Regions from separate parts of the Sus scrofa genome. Here region 2 is linked to region 1. Evidence: chromatin contacts called from public Hi-C data. All regions are on one chromosome and are shown on one strand. Each heading gives the region's core, a stretch centred on a gene start, on an enhancer-like site or on the middle of the called end of the contact. The rest is flanking DNA. Distances are from core to core; before and after follow the strand shown.

Evidence for each region. Hi-C and Micro-C count contacts between places; a contact is called where the count stands out from the background.
Region 2: a contact with region 1 is called in a Hi-C map of liver, with 5 times the contacts expected there. The contact joins two enhancer-like sites. A contact is called at or near these places in 5 of 47 Hi-C or Micro-C datasets (embryonic fibroblasts, liver and retroperitoneal adipose tissue) and 1 of 2 datasets of contacts at active chromatin or transcription factors (skeletal muscle).

What each region holds. Positions count from the first base shown.
Region 1 is chr4:51,279,954-51,282,653 of Sscrofa11.1, reverse strand. No RefSeq gene overlaps it. Among named protein-coding and RNA genes, the nearest start is that of CA3, 43 kb to the right of the region's middle. Within about 2 kb of position 1,258, at least 6 of the 83 cell types and tissues checked have an H3K27ac peak or open chromatin away from gene starts, as enhancers often do. A contact at or near this core is called in liver, where this site is marked.
Region 2 is chr4:51,397,155-51,399,854 of Sscrofa11.1, reverse strand. No RefSeq gene overlaps it. Among named protein-coding and RNA genes, the nearest start is that of C4H8orf59, 71 kb to the left of the region's middle. Within about 2 kb of position 1,369, at least 6 of the 83 cell types and tissues checked have an H3K27ac peak or open chromatin away from gene starts, as enhancers often do. A contact at or near this core is called in liver, where this site is marked.

The sequences.
Region 1 (2,700 bases), core at 9-2,508:
GTTTTCATGGTCAAAAATGACATGGGGGCCACCTCTGACATCATTACTTGCCTTACAGTAGCTCCACATATGTGATTCTGCTCTACTCTAATCTCAAAGGCAAGAGTTTTCTCTTTTACCTCTTTTATTTCTTGAGAAGTTTTTATTTATGTTACAATAAACTATTTAATGAGTAACTCCCAGAAGTCAGGCACTTGACTAGATGCTGTGTACTGAAGGACGAAACAGGCCCCAAGTTAACCCACAATGAAGGTGCAAAGCAATGAAAAGGACAAGAATGAAAATTCTTATTATCCAATTATGAAAATTTTTATTATGGAGATATGTTCTAAATACATCAAAGGGACTAACTAAGGAAGGAATCAATTCTTTTTTGTTTGTTTGTTTTGAAACTCCACCCTTCAATATAAGTTGGAGCACAAGAAATAAGTTACACACGGAGTTCCCGTTGTGGCTCAATGTTTAACAAATCCAACTAGGAACCATGAGGTTGCGGGTTCTATCCCTGGCCTTGCTCAGTGGGTTAAGGATCCAGCGTTGCCGTGAGCTATGGTGTAGGTTACAGACACGGCTCGGATCCCACGTTGCTGTGGCTGTGGTGTAGGCCTGTGGCTACAGCTCCGATTCAACCCCTAGCCTGGGAACCTCCATATGCCATGGGAGCGGCCCAAGAAATGGCAAAAAGACAAAAAAGAAAAAAAAAAAGAAATAAGTTGGACACAAATGACTTGTGATTATAACTTATTGTGGCACCAGAGCAATTCCACCAAGTATAATGTTGGAAGGATTTTTGAATAGCCTTCATTAAATAACAAAATTTGTAATGGGAGGCCTGCCAAGACTAACAAAATTTTTTTTTTGTTTCTTAGTTTTCAGAACTCTTGAGTCTTTCTGTGCCTAACAAATTCCCAACCATACTTTTGAGGTCAGTTGACTTGAAGATAGATTTCATAATTGGAAGAGGCTGACAATGAACTCCAGAACAAACCCTCATTCTTTCCAGACAATATAGATGTATTTGCTTTTCCTAGAGAAACCAGAAAACAGAAAGGATTATTTTTCTGCTCCATTTACACTAAAGGAGTCAAAAGAGAGTAATGATTTCATTCAGGCATACTCAGGGTCAAATTCAGGAGCAGGGGCAAAGTTCTGGGCCTACAGTAAATGTTTAATAAACTCTTGGTGGGTGAAAGGCCTTAAGGCATGGGTCCCCTAGGTTTCTCTCCTGGGTTATAGTCTTTTAAAGGCTCTCAGTTCCTCTTAGCTCTCTGGCTTAGGAGTGCCAATGCTTGGAGGTTTAAGTTCTATACTAGAGTAGCTAGCAGAGCATGCTCAAATGTATTGGCACAGGGACCTGCTTTGTACTCTAGGAAGCTGCCTGCACAGGGTGTCACAGAGGTTCTAGAAATCAGATTTGTAAAAGTGAAAAGGAAGCTGCCAGCCCTGGAGAGGTTTCAGAACCACCGCAGTTGGCTGCCAATGGCTGTATAAGGCATTGTAAGGGTAAGAGGGGACAGAACAGGATCATCTAACTACACAGAGCCTGTCCAAAAATGGCCCATGAAACAGGCTCTTTTCTCTACCCTGGCATTATAGAGGCTCCTCGAAAAAGAAAGAATCACCTCAGATCCCTCTATTATTAGTTGTTAAAGGACCCACCAGAATGGATACAATGTATAAAATATCATAATTATGAATAAATTATAGCACAAAGTCTCCTGGAAGGACATTGTTTTTGCACTGTGACTTAATAATTTTCCTGAATTTGATATTTGGATTAATAAACATAGCTACCATGGAAATATGTAAATGTATTAACCTAATGTGTATGCTGGAAAAGGATATAAACAAAAATAAGGCTTGAGAAACCTTTATAAACTTTCTAAATCTTATAAATTATAAATGCTGAACTTATTGGGTAACTTGGCCTTAAAGGATGATCAGTTTTAATTACTGATAGGTATTTTTTTATTTTTTGAAGTTTTATTGAAGTATAGTTGGTTTTCAATGCTGCAATAACTTCAGCCGTACAACAAAGTGGTTTAGTTTTATATATACACACATCCATTCTTTTTCAGGTTCTTTTCCTATATAGATTATCACAGAATACTATGTAGCACTCTCTCTGCTCTATAGTATGTCTCCTTTGGTCAGTGATTTCAAATACCACATAGTACATATGCCAAACCCAAACTGACAGTTATGATTCATGTATTACAAGAAAATTTGCACTAAACATGAGCAATGTCAATGAATTTAGAGCCATTAATCCATTTATTCAACAAATATTTTTGCACCTCTATACTGTTCCAGGCTCTGTGCTAGGTACATATACCTCAAGAAGTTTACTACCAGAGGAGAAAACACATTAACATATGATAACAGTACAAGATGACCTCTGCTGTTACATAGACCATCCCTTTTTTGCAATGGGAGCCTACATCTGTTTGAGAGCAGAGAAAGATAAGTGTAAAAAAAAAAAAAGAAACTAAGAATCTCACAGATGGGAAAAAATTACAAACATGAGATATGAGAGAGTATGTTGGATGTACTAGGCAGGATTTTTTTTTTCTATCAAGAGAACCAATACTTATTAATGTAAGCAGAAAAGTGATGTATTGAATGATATTTTTGTAGCTCCCAGAACCATCAGGAAGTCTAAAGAACTAAGCTCAGAATAAAGAAAAAAATAAGAGAAAC
Region 2 (2,700 bases), core at 120-2,619, 120 kb before region 1:
GGTTGAATTGGAGCTGCAGCTGAGCCTGTGCCACAGCCACAGCAACACTAGATCCTTAACCCACTGAACAAGGCCAGGGATCCAACCTGCAACCTCATAGACACTATATCAGGTTCTTAACCCACTGAACTACAACGAGAACTCTCTGAGTGTAGACTTATATGTCAGCTTGGCATCATATAGAGTGTGCAGTGCTCCTTAAAAAAACTTTGACAAGATTTTTGCAGCCGAAGATGTGAGTTAGTACAATAATGCATATACATATATGTTCACAACTTATTTACAATCATGCTTTGGTGCTTTGAAAGGCTTCTTCAAGTTTTCATGCCATGTGCAAGAGTATAAATCTTACTGTCTAGTTGATTCACTTGCAGTCCCTCCCTCAGAGTTTAATGGATGCCATATTTTCAAACTGAGGCAGTCTTTCTGCTCTGGACACCAGATCTTCCAAAACAACACTGCTGGTGTGAGAGAAGCACTAAGAGAAAGGAAGCACAGGAGAGGATGGGGAGAAGGAGAAAGAGGTTCTTGCAGTAAATAGTCAGCATTTGAAAGGGAGAATATGTGGTGAAAGAAAAGGCATATTTTAACAGGAATTAAAAAATAAAACTTCAGGAGAGTTCCCACTGTGGCACAGTGGGTCAGTAATCCAGATTGTCTCTGTGGAGGGGCTGGTTCAATACCTGGCCCAGAGCAGGGGTTTAAGGATCCAGCATTGCTGCAGCTGCAGTGTAGTTCAGCAGTTCTGGCTCATATTTTATCTCTGGCCTGGGAACTTCCACATACCACAGGGGCAGCTAAAAATGGAAGAACAAACGAACAAACAAACCCCCCAAAACTTTAGGAAAAAAAATTGACGTGGGCATGATCTCTTTAAAGGATGAAAAATGAGGAAGTTATAGGGCAGCCCTGATCTGTTCCTATTGTTAACCCCCAGGTGGTGCTGTTGGAGAAGAAAAGCTGATTCCCTCTGGAAGTAGGCAGGCCACCAGGAGATTGCATACCATGGGCCTTTAACACAGAACCGACTTCGACCTGCTAGTGCTGGATTCCAGTCCCTTCCAAAGACTCCCTTGGCTTTACTTTTTAGTATGAAACAGAGAGCGTCGCATTTGTGTCATGAATAAGTCTGCCCATACGTGGGGTCCTGGAATTCCTTCTCTCTCTCTCTCTCTTTTTTTCTCTTTTGTTCTTAACTCCTTTCTCCCTTCTCCTGCAGGTGCATCTCCGGGCTACCATTCCCTCAGGGTGCATCCCTGCCACCAGCTCTTGGTAGCTCTTAATCCTCTGGGCACCATACCGATTCCACTGGGCTATTCCTCTGCCCCTGCCAAGGGAGAGAAAGCTGGGGAAGTACTCATTAACAGAAAACCTTTGATATATTTACCCTCTGTGTTCTGCCTCTGCTAAGCACACAATCAGAGGGAGCGGCCTCAGGTTGAAGCAAGTTTGTCTGTTAATTTCCTGGAGTCAGTGCTGCTTTCATGCTGGGTGGCTCTTAACTGGTGCTTCTATAAAGGTCGTCCTTTCCAGTGTTTCCTATCAATGGCAGAGTCTTAGCTGTGAGTTGTTCTCCTTCTATGCAAAAGGGATGGACTAGATGTGGGCCGGGGGTGGTGGGGGCGGGGGGAAGGGTCTTACAGCAGTGCTCAGGGTCTGTTAGCAGGTATCAGAATTACTTATTAAAATCTTTTTTCTCAGAGTTCCCTGGTGGCCTAGTGATTAAGGATCCAGCATTGTCACTGATGTGTAAAAAAAAGAAAAGTTTTCTAGAGGTATCTGTGTTTGTACACATGGTCCTTTTCTTTGGCACCATCTCCCTCTTGGTAGAGTTAGATCACTTTCTTTTTTTTGGGTCCTTTCCCGCAGCATATGGAAGTTCCCAGGCTAGGGGTAGAATCAGAACTGCAGCCACTGGCCTTAGTCCACAGCCACAGCAATTCAGGATCTGAGCCATGTCTGTGACCTACACCATAGCTCACCACAATGCCAGATCCTTGATCCGCTGAGCGAGGCCAGGGATCAAATCTGCAATCTCATGAATACTAGTCGGGTTTGTTACTGTTGAGCCACAACCGGAACTCTAGAGACCATTCTTTCTTCAGTCCTCATTCTCTGTTGAATCAAGACCTCATTCCTGCCTTTGAGGCTCAAAGACTTCATTAAAGGCACTAACTCCTTGCTCACTTAGCTTTCTTCCCTCAGATCCCCTGTAGATCCATCTACCACACACATGCCTCCTCTCCTCTGGGGCCATTCTTCCAATTAGGGGAATTCAGAACCCAAAAAATTCACAAAAGTGTTCACCAAAAATTAAGGGAGCATAATTAGGATTTTTCTAGAGAAATCAGGTTCTTGCTTTCTCATCTAAGAGAAAAGTGGATTTTTTTTTTTCTTTAGCTTTTCTAGGAAAGGTAAAGGCTTTTGGAAAATCTTCAGGGTTTCTGGCCCTCCCCTCCCATATTGAATCATCCGGGGCCAATCTGAATACTTCATTCTGCACATTTTCAGATCTGAGGTTAAGGATAGTGGTCACAGAGGAGTACTCTTTCTCATCAGCAGGAAGGAGGAGTAAGTGCAAAGACTTGTGAGCCTTGGCTCTTGCTAATCTCAGGTCTCTTGCTAATCCACACAAAATGAGCATAATATTGACATAGTGAGTTTGCTGTGCATCTTAGACAAGAAGAGCTTAAAGGAATT